2 separate regions of the Zea mays genome follow, and region 2 is linked to region 1. Evidence: chromatin contacts called from public Hi-C data. All regions are on one chromosome and are shown on one strand. Each heading gives the region's core, a stretch centred on a gene start, on an enhancer-like site or on the middle of the called end of the contact. The rest is flanking DNA. Distances are from core to core; before and after follow the strand shown. Region 1 holds the start of LOC103635349 (protein SUPPRESSOR OF PHYA-105 1). Region 2 holds the start of LOC100381666.

What was found. Hi-C and Micro-C count contacts between places; a contact is called where the count stands out from the background.
Region 2: a contact with region 1 is called in a Hi-C map of leaf, with 3 times the contacts expected there. The contact joins the promoter of LOC100381666 here to the promoter of LOC103635349 in region 1. A contact is called at or near these places in 7 of 25 Hi-C or Micro-C datasets (bundle sheath, ear, leaf and 3 more).

What each region holds. Positions count from the first base shown.
Region 1 is chr8:73,511,463-73,514,892 of Zm-B73-REFERENCE-NAM-5.0, forward strand. It overlaps LOC103635349 (protein SUPPRESSOR OF PHYA-105 1), which reads right to left and starts at 1,995. Exons shown (of 7, transcript XM_008657827.3): 1 at 1-1,995. The coding sequence starts at 1,584.
Region 2 is chr8:73,967,238-73,970,423 of Zm-B73-REFERENCE-NAM-5.0, forward strand. LOC100381666 reads right to left here and starts at 1,594. Exons shown (of 3, transcript NM_001174481.1): 1 at 866-1,594; 2 at 1-29. The coding sequence starts at 1,567.

The DNA.
Region 1 (3,430 bases), core at 745-3,244:
GAGCTCCTCTGGGCTTTTGTACCAGCTTTCCTCAATATTCCTCAATTCAAATGCTGGTTGTTGGGTTCCAGAACTAGATACATGCTGAGCACTGGACATATTGCTGCCATATGATTCGACGAACTTAAAATGTTCTCTGGTAGTGTAACTAAAATTTTCTTGCCTTGAAATACCTGGATCGTTATCTTCAATTTGATTGTCGCGTATTTTGTCAGTCAAAAATGTATTTGCCAGCCGCCTGACAGCAACTAAGCCTTGCTCACCAACCTTTTGATGCTTCAGCATCAAATTTCCATGGCCATTAGAGTCTTGGTAATCAATTCTATGGCCAAAAGCTCTTTTTCTACTCACAAGATCTTCTCTAGCAAACTCTTGTTTGATTGATGTTGGCAAATCTTGTGTGGTATAAGAACCGATATATTTAACTTGATTTGAAGATAGGATCGTAAAATATGATGGTCGCAAATGTTGTAAAGTAAAACCCTGTGCATGACAGTTATCCACAAGATCAAGGATCTGCTTAAACAAATGCAATTTCTCAAACTTGGACATCGTTTGCCGCCCAGGCTTAATCAGTTCCCTCAGGCTAGTTCCCTCAGAGTGGGATTTTGAAACATCTCCACTAGTACTGAAAAGCATGTCCACTCTGGCCACAGAATCATGAATTGAGGTAGGAATTGTCGGGATCTTGTCCAGAGGGTCTCTGGGTCTTGCATTAGCTTGCACTCGGATCTCCTCCCGTGCACGTTGGTATGCAACCCCTTTACCTTTTGATTTGCTTTTAAGCGGTGACCCTAGAACCCCAGATGGGGGTGCCACAGTCTTACTTCTCATCTGATCAAGAATCCTATTCGAGAAGCTGCTTACTTTAAGAGCGTTGTCCTGATTAGACCAAGGGGACAAGAGAATCTGCTGGCTGTGAAATGGCGTCTTGAACTCATTATTCACATATCCGACACGACTCGTAGGTGCCTCATTGCCAGACACATCGTTGTTCCTTGAGATGATATTGTTGGCAAGGCTCGTCGCCAGATTTTCCCTGCTAGAAGCATCACCAGCCCTCGAGCTTGCAATGTCGCCATAGCTCAGTGCGGCGTTTTCCCTGCTGGCCAAATAGCTGGTTCTCCGGGCCATCCGTGTGAAGTTACCCCACAGGCCCTTAATAACAGCAGGCCTATCCCCACCGCTCGTGCTCCCACCAGCAGAGGCTTCGGGCTGGGCAGCATCAGCGCTAATGCAGTTCTTCAATGTGAGCTCCTCCACCCTCTCTTCCGCGCCGTGGTCCACGCCGCGCTGCGTCACGCTGTCCGGCCTGGACTCGGAGTTGGACAGGCCGACGCTGGCGAGGCCCCTCGCGCCGTCCGAGCTGCCCGCGAACCCGCCCGGCGAGGTGAAGAAGGAGAAGTGCTCGGACCAGTCCATGTCCCGCGGAAGCGGCGTGGCCGGCATCTCCAGCGCCTCGCTGCCGGACGGCAGCGGCGGCGGCTGCTGCGCCGCCGCCGCGGGCTGCCCACTCTCCTTGGCGCCCTTGATCTGCACATCCTCGCCGCCGCCGCCCACCTCCGCCGCCGCCGCCCCTTCCATCGCACCAAACCTACCCTGCGCAAACCGCGCGGCGCCCGCGCAATAAGGTCACGGCGCACGGGCCCAGTCGCGCAAAAGCCGAAAACCAGCCCAGGACCGATTCAGTTCAGCGGCGGGGAGTCATGCGCTCGTACCTCGCGGCGGGCGCGCGCGCGCGGGCGCAGCAGGCCAGCAGAAGCGAGCCGCCCGCGCGGCGCATCCTCGCGCGCAGCGCCGCCACGAGCCCCCCCTCCCGCGACCGATTGGCTGCGGTTCCGGGGCGCGGGTCAGGATGATTCGCCCGATCCAAAGGGCGACACTCGCCGCGGCGAGCAGCGGCACGGGAATTTCCCGAAACGGAAAGTCGACTAGGCTCTCTCTCTCTCTCTCTCTCTCTCTCTCTCTCTCTCTCTCTCTCTCTCTCTCTCTCTCTCTCTCTCTCTCTCTCTCTCTCTCTCTCTCTCTCTCTCTCTCTCTCTCTCTCTCTCTCTCTCTCTCTCTCTCTCTCTCTCTCTCTCTCTCTCTCTCTCTCTCTCTCTCTCTCTCTCTCTCTCTCTCTCTCTCTCTCTCTCTCTCTCTCTCTCTCTCTCTCTCTCTCTCTCTCTCTCTCTCTCTCTCTCTCTCTCTCTCTCTCTCTCTCTCTCTCTCTCTCTCTCTCTCTCTCTCTCTCTCTCTCTCTCTCTCTCTCTCTCTCTCTCTCTCTCTCTCTCTCTCTCTCTCTCTCTCTCTCTCTCTCTCTCTCTCTCTCTCTCTCTCTCTCTCTCTCTCTCTCTCTCTCTCTCTCTCTCTCTCTCTCTCTCTCTCTCTCTCTCTCTCTCTCTCTCTCTCTCTCTCTCTCTCTCTCTCTCTCTCTCTCTCTCTCTCTCTCTCTCTCTCTCTCTCTCTCTCTCTCTCTCTCTCTCTCTCTCTCTCTCTCTCTCTCTCTCTCTCTCTCTCTCTCTCTCTCTCTCTCTCTCTCTCTCTCTCTCTCTCTCTCTCTCTCTCTCTCTCTCTCTCTCTCTCTCTCTCTCTCTCTCTCTCTCTCTCTCTCTCCGTCCGACCCGCCTCTGCGCTACCCCTTGCGAGTTGCGACTTGCGGGCGAGCGTGGCGTGCTGGATGGAAGGGAAGGGAGGGAAGCGGTGGAAGGAAGGGCGAGGAGGAAGTCGAGTAGTCGGCTCGGCAGTCGCTCATGGGTGGGGAAACGAGCTCTGCTTTTTGCTTTCTTTCGCGCGTGGCAGCCTGTTGCAACCCTGGCCGCTTGTTTCGGCCAGGAATCCTGTAGCTCGGTGCGGGTTCTGTGTCTGTGGTGCCGGGGCAACCAGCCACCACCCACTCGTGGAAAGGCAATATATAATCCGTTTAACTTTTTAAAATTAAGTTTGATACGAAAATTAAAAATTGAAAGCTATATTTAAAATATATAGTAGGCTAGACGATATCACTAACAAAATTAATAATAGTACTAAAATGGAAATTTCAAAATCATACTTAAAGTATATCATATGTTTCGGCCAGGAATCCTGTAGCTCGGTGCGGGTTCTGTGTCTGTGGTGCCGGGGCAACCAGCCACCACCCACTCGTGGAAAGGCAATATATAATCTGTTTAACTTTTTAAAATTAAGTTTGATACGAAAATTAAAAATTGAAAGCTATATTTAAAATATATAGTAGGCTAGACGATATCACTAACAAAATTAATAATAGTACTAAAATGGAAATTTCAAAATCATACTTAAAGTATATCATATGTTGAACGATAAACGTGAATATCATCATAGCCTTTTAGTCCAAATAAGTTGTGGTAGACTAGAATTAAAACACAACAAGATATCACTAAAATGAGAAAGAGAGAAAGGCGAGAGGAAAAGTTTTGAGAGCACTAAAAGA
Region 2 (3,186 bases), core at 344-2,843, 460 kb after region 1:
ACCCTCTGCATCTCGTCCGGACGGTCCGGCTGCACAATCAGAACGACCATTAGTTAGGCCAGCTTTGTAGAGTGAGGTTTTGAAATATAGAGTGAGGTAGGAATGCTGGCGCTCAGCAGAGCCAGAGCTTGCGTACTAGAGTGTTCTTGCGCTAATTAAACAGAACATCTCCTTCGGAACAGCCTAAACCAGCAGGTATGTAGGTCGCAACTAAAAAGAAGGGAACATATACCTGGCCTAATCGGTCACAGCTAGAAAGGTAGCATTCGTAGCAGTAATCCCATCGCCTACAATTTATAGCTGCCGGAATAGTTGGCGCACGCTGCTCCTCAAACCGAGCACACTATGCCAGAAACAACACCGACCAGTCCACTGGGATGGAGAGGAGAGACCCGACCCATGGGGCAAGGCGACGGAACCTACTACTAGCGTCGAGGACCAGCAGTGCTGCGGCACCACACTACTCACCAGCCAGCTTCAGCTTTTCTTCCCCCAGGGCCAGGGAGATCACCTACGTGTCGTCCCATCTCATGAGCATGGAACGGTACCACCCAACAACTGCGACCAACTCGGGCCGGGCCGGGCCGGCAGCGAAATTCGCCAACGGGCACTGAAACAGTGTGACACTGACCGATACGCGACGATGGAAGTCGTCGTGGTGGTTGAGCCTTGACGGAACATTCGGGAGACTGCTAAAATCCTGTACTGTGTCGTGCGGGGTTAGAAAATTAGATCTGATGGGTGAATGACGCTTCTTGCTCGGGCGCAGATCACTCTTGCAGATTAAACAATAACCCAGACGACAGCAGCCGTGTTTTAATTTATTATTATGCATTCGTAGTCGCCTCCCGTGCGACGTACGTACCTTGTGATCGCTGGAGAGAGGCACCGCGACGCCGCCGCGTGAGAGCACGGCGCGGGAGTCGCCACAGTTGCCGACGACGATGCGGCGCCGGCCCACGACGGCGACGACGGCGGTGGACCCGACGGTGCGGTAGGGCAAGCTGCTGCCGGCGTCGTCATGGTGCGGGGACGACAAGCCGCCGGTCACCTCGCCGTCCACTCGGGCGAAGCTGGCCGCCATGGCCTCCTCCCAGCGCAGGTCGTCGCTGCCGCTGCGGCGGCGGCGCAGGCCGACCTCCTCGGCCAGCACCACGTGCATCCGCTCCCGGCACGCCTCCGCCACCCTTGCACCGCCGTGGCCATCGTACACGGCGAAGAAGTCCAGCTCCTGCTCCTGCTCGCCGCCCACCGCCTCCGAGGCCAGGAACGAGAGCGCGACGGCGAACGCGTCCTCCATCTCCCTCCGCCGCCCGATCACCGACACGGCGCCATGCGATAGGCGCGCCGGCCAGCAGCAGCCGTCCGTCGCCGTCTCCAGAGACGAGTCGTACGGCGACCTCTGCGACCCCGACCGGATTCTCTTCGTCGGAGCAGGCCCCTCCGTGGCACGCCCGAGCCGGCGGCGGCGGCGGGCGGAGGCGGCGCCCACATCCCCGCCCCCGTCCGCCGCAGCGGCCTTGCACAAGGCGGGGCCCTCGTCCCTGGCGGCGCCGTTCTCCCTCATGTATCCGTCCCGTCCACACTCGCAAAGCGACGGCGAAGAAACGAGGCCGGCGACGCGTGGGGTCGAGCCGGGGTTTAAAAACGACCGCAGGCCGAGGAGGACGGGGAGACGCGGCGGAGGCCGTCGGATCCCGCGCGAGCGGCTGGGCGCGCGCCAGCGCCGCGGGGACGTGGACGGGCGAGATCGCCGGGGGCGCGTGGCGTGGGCGCGCCCGATGCGCCCGCCTGGGCTCCCGCGGCGAAAATATCCTGTGCGCCCGGCGCATGGACCGCGGCGCGCCGCGCGCGTGGCTCGCGCGAGCGGGCCCCTGCGCGCAGTGACTCTGGCGTTGGGTGGGGCGCGTGCACGGGGAGGATCGGAGCGGCTGGACCACCGGGTCGCGCGTTGGGCCCCGCCCGGGGGGCTACGTGGAGGAGGGCCGAGGAAAGGAGGACGTGGGGCACGCCGCGCGATGCGACTGTGTCCCAGGGACAAATGTTAGGACGCGAGGGCCACTGCCTTTTTTTTTCCGTGCAAGAAAGCGGATTCTTCTACTGCTAGTTACGTCCTTGTTGACCCACGGAACAGAACCAACGAAGAACAGCACGTAACGTTTTGGTTCCGGTTTTTTTTTCCCACCAGTTCAATCAAAAGCTCTATCAAAACTAAAAATCAAGACAGAGATAGTGACGCCGAAGCCGTTTTCTGTGGATAAATAAAAGCTCTGGATTTATCATTATTTTTAAGAAGCCGAAGCCAAAGCCAAACCTGTAGCGTTTTCCGGCGTTTCGTCGACCGAATCACCGAATGCAGTAGTAGGACAGCAGCAGACAGACAGCAGTGACATACTGACACATTGTGAAGTTTAAACAAAGGCTTGCGTTGCAAGGTGGGCCGGGGAGGGACGCGTGGCGCAGTCCCGTCGCCAGCGCGCCACGCTCCACGCGTGACTGACACTGACCCCGCCGCGTCCGACGACTCCTGTAGTCATGTACTACTTACGCCGTTTGAGTGGCAGAGGCGGACGAGGACGCGGACGCGGGCCCCGGCGGCGGCGCCGCTCCCGGACGGACACGGCACGCACTGCACGCGCGACCTACGCTATGAGCGCGCCGCGACGTGGAGGGCCTACGCCGCCGCGCGGCAGCGGCACCACCGGTTGCGGAGCGCCGTAGGGGTGGGCGGGTGGCGCAGGCGGACGGCCCGTCCACGCTCTCGCGTCCTGTCCTCGGTCGCCATGCCTGCTGCATGTCTTCCCAAGCGCTCCCTGCTCACCCGTCACCACGCGTCCGGTCCAGCGCAGGCGGCAGGCGCTCGGTCGCTCGCGCGGGCATCGAGGCGCCCGGACGCTGCCACGGCGCGGCTGCTGGTACCATGACCATGTACTGTACTTTCAGCGAGCTCGCTGTGCAGGTGCAGGCAGGCTGTAGCGGACGACCCGCGAGGCAGGAGGGAGGGCGAGGGCGGGCGCCGCATGCGCATGGTCGCTGCCGCCGTTTCGGGGTGTTTGAAAATCCTTGTGCCGCCGCGCGCGCCATCATGTTCTGTTGCGTGCGTGCGCCGGCATGGGGGGCCACATGCGGGGGTGGGAGCATTCCTTTCATCCTGTCGCTGGATGCATGCATATGTTATACTCCGTC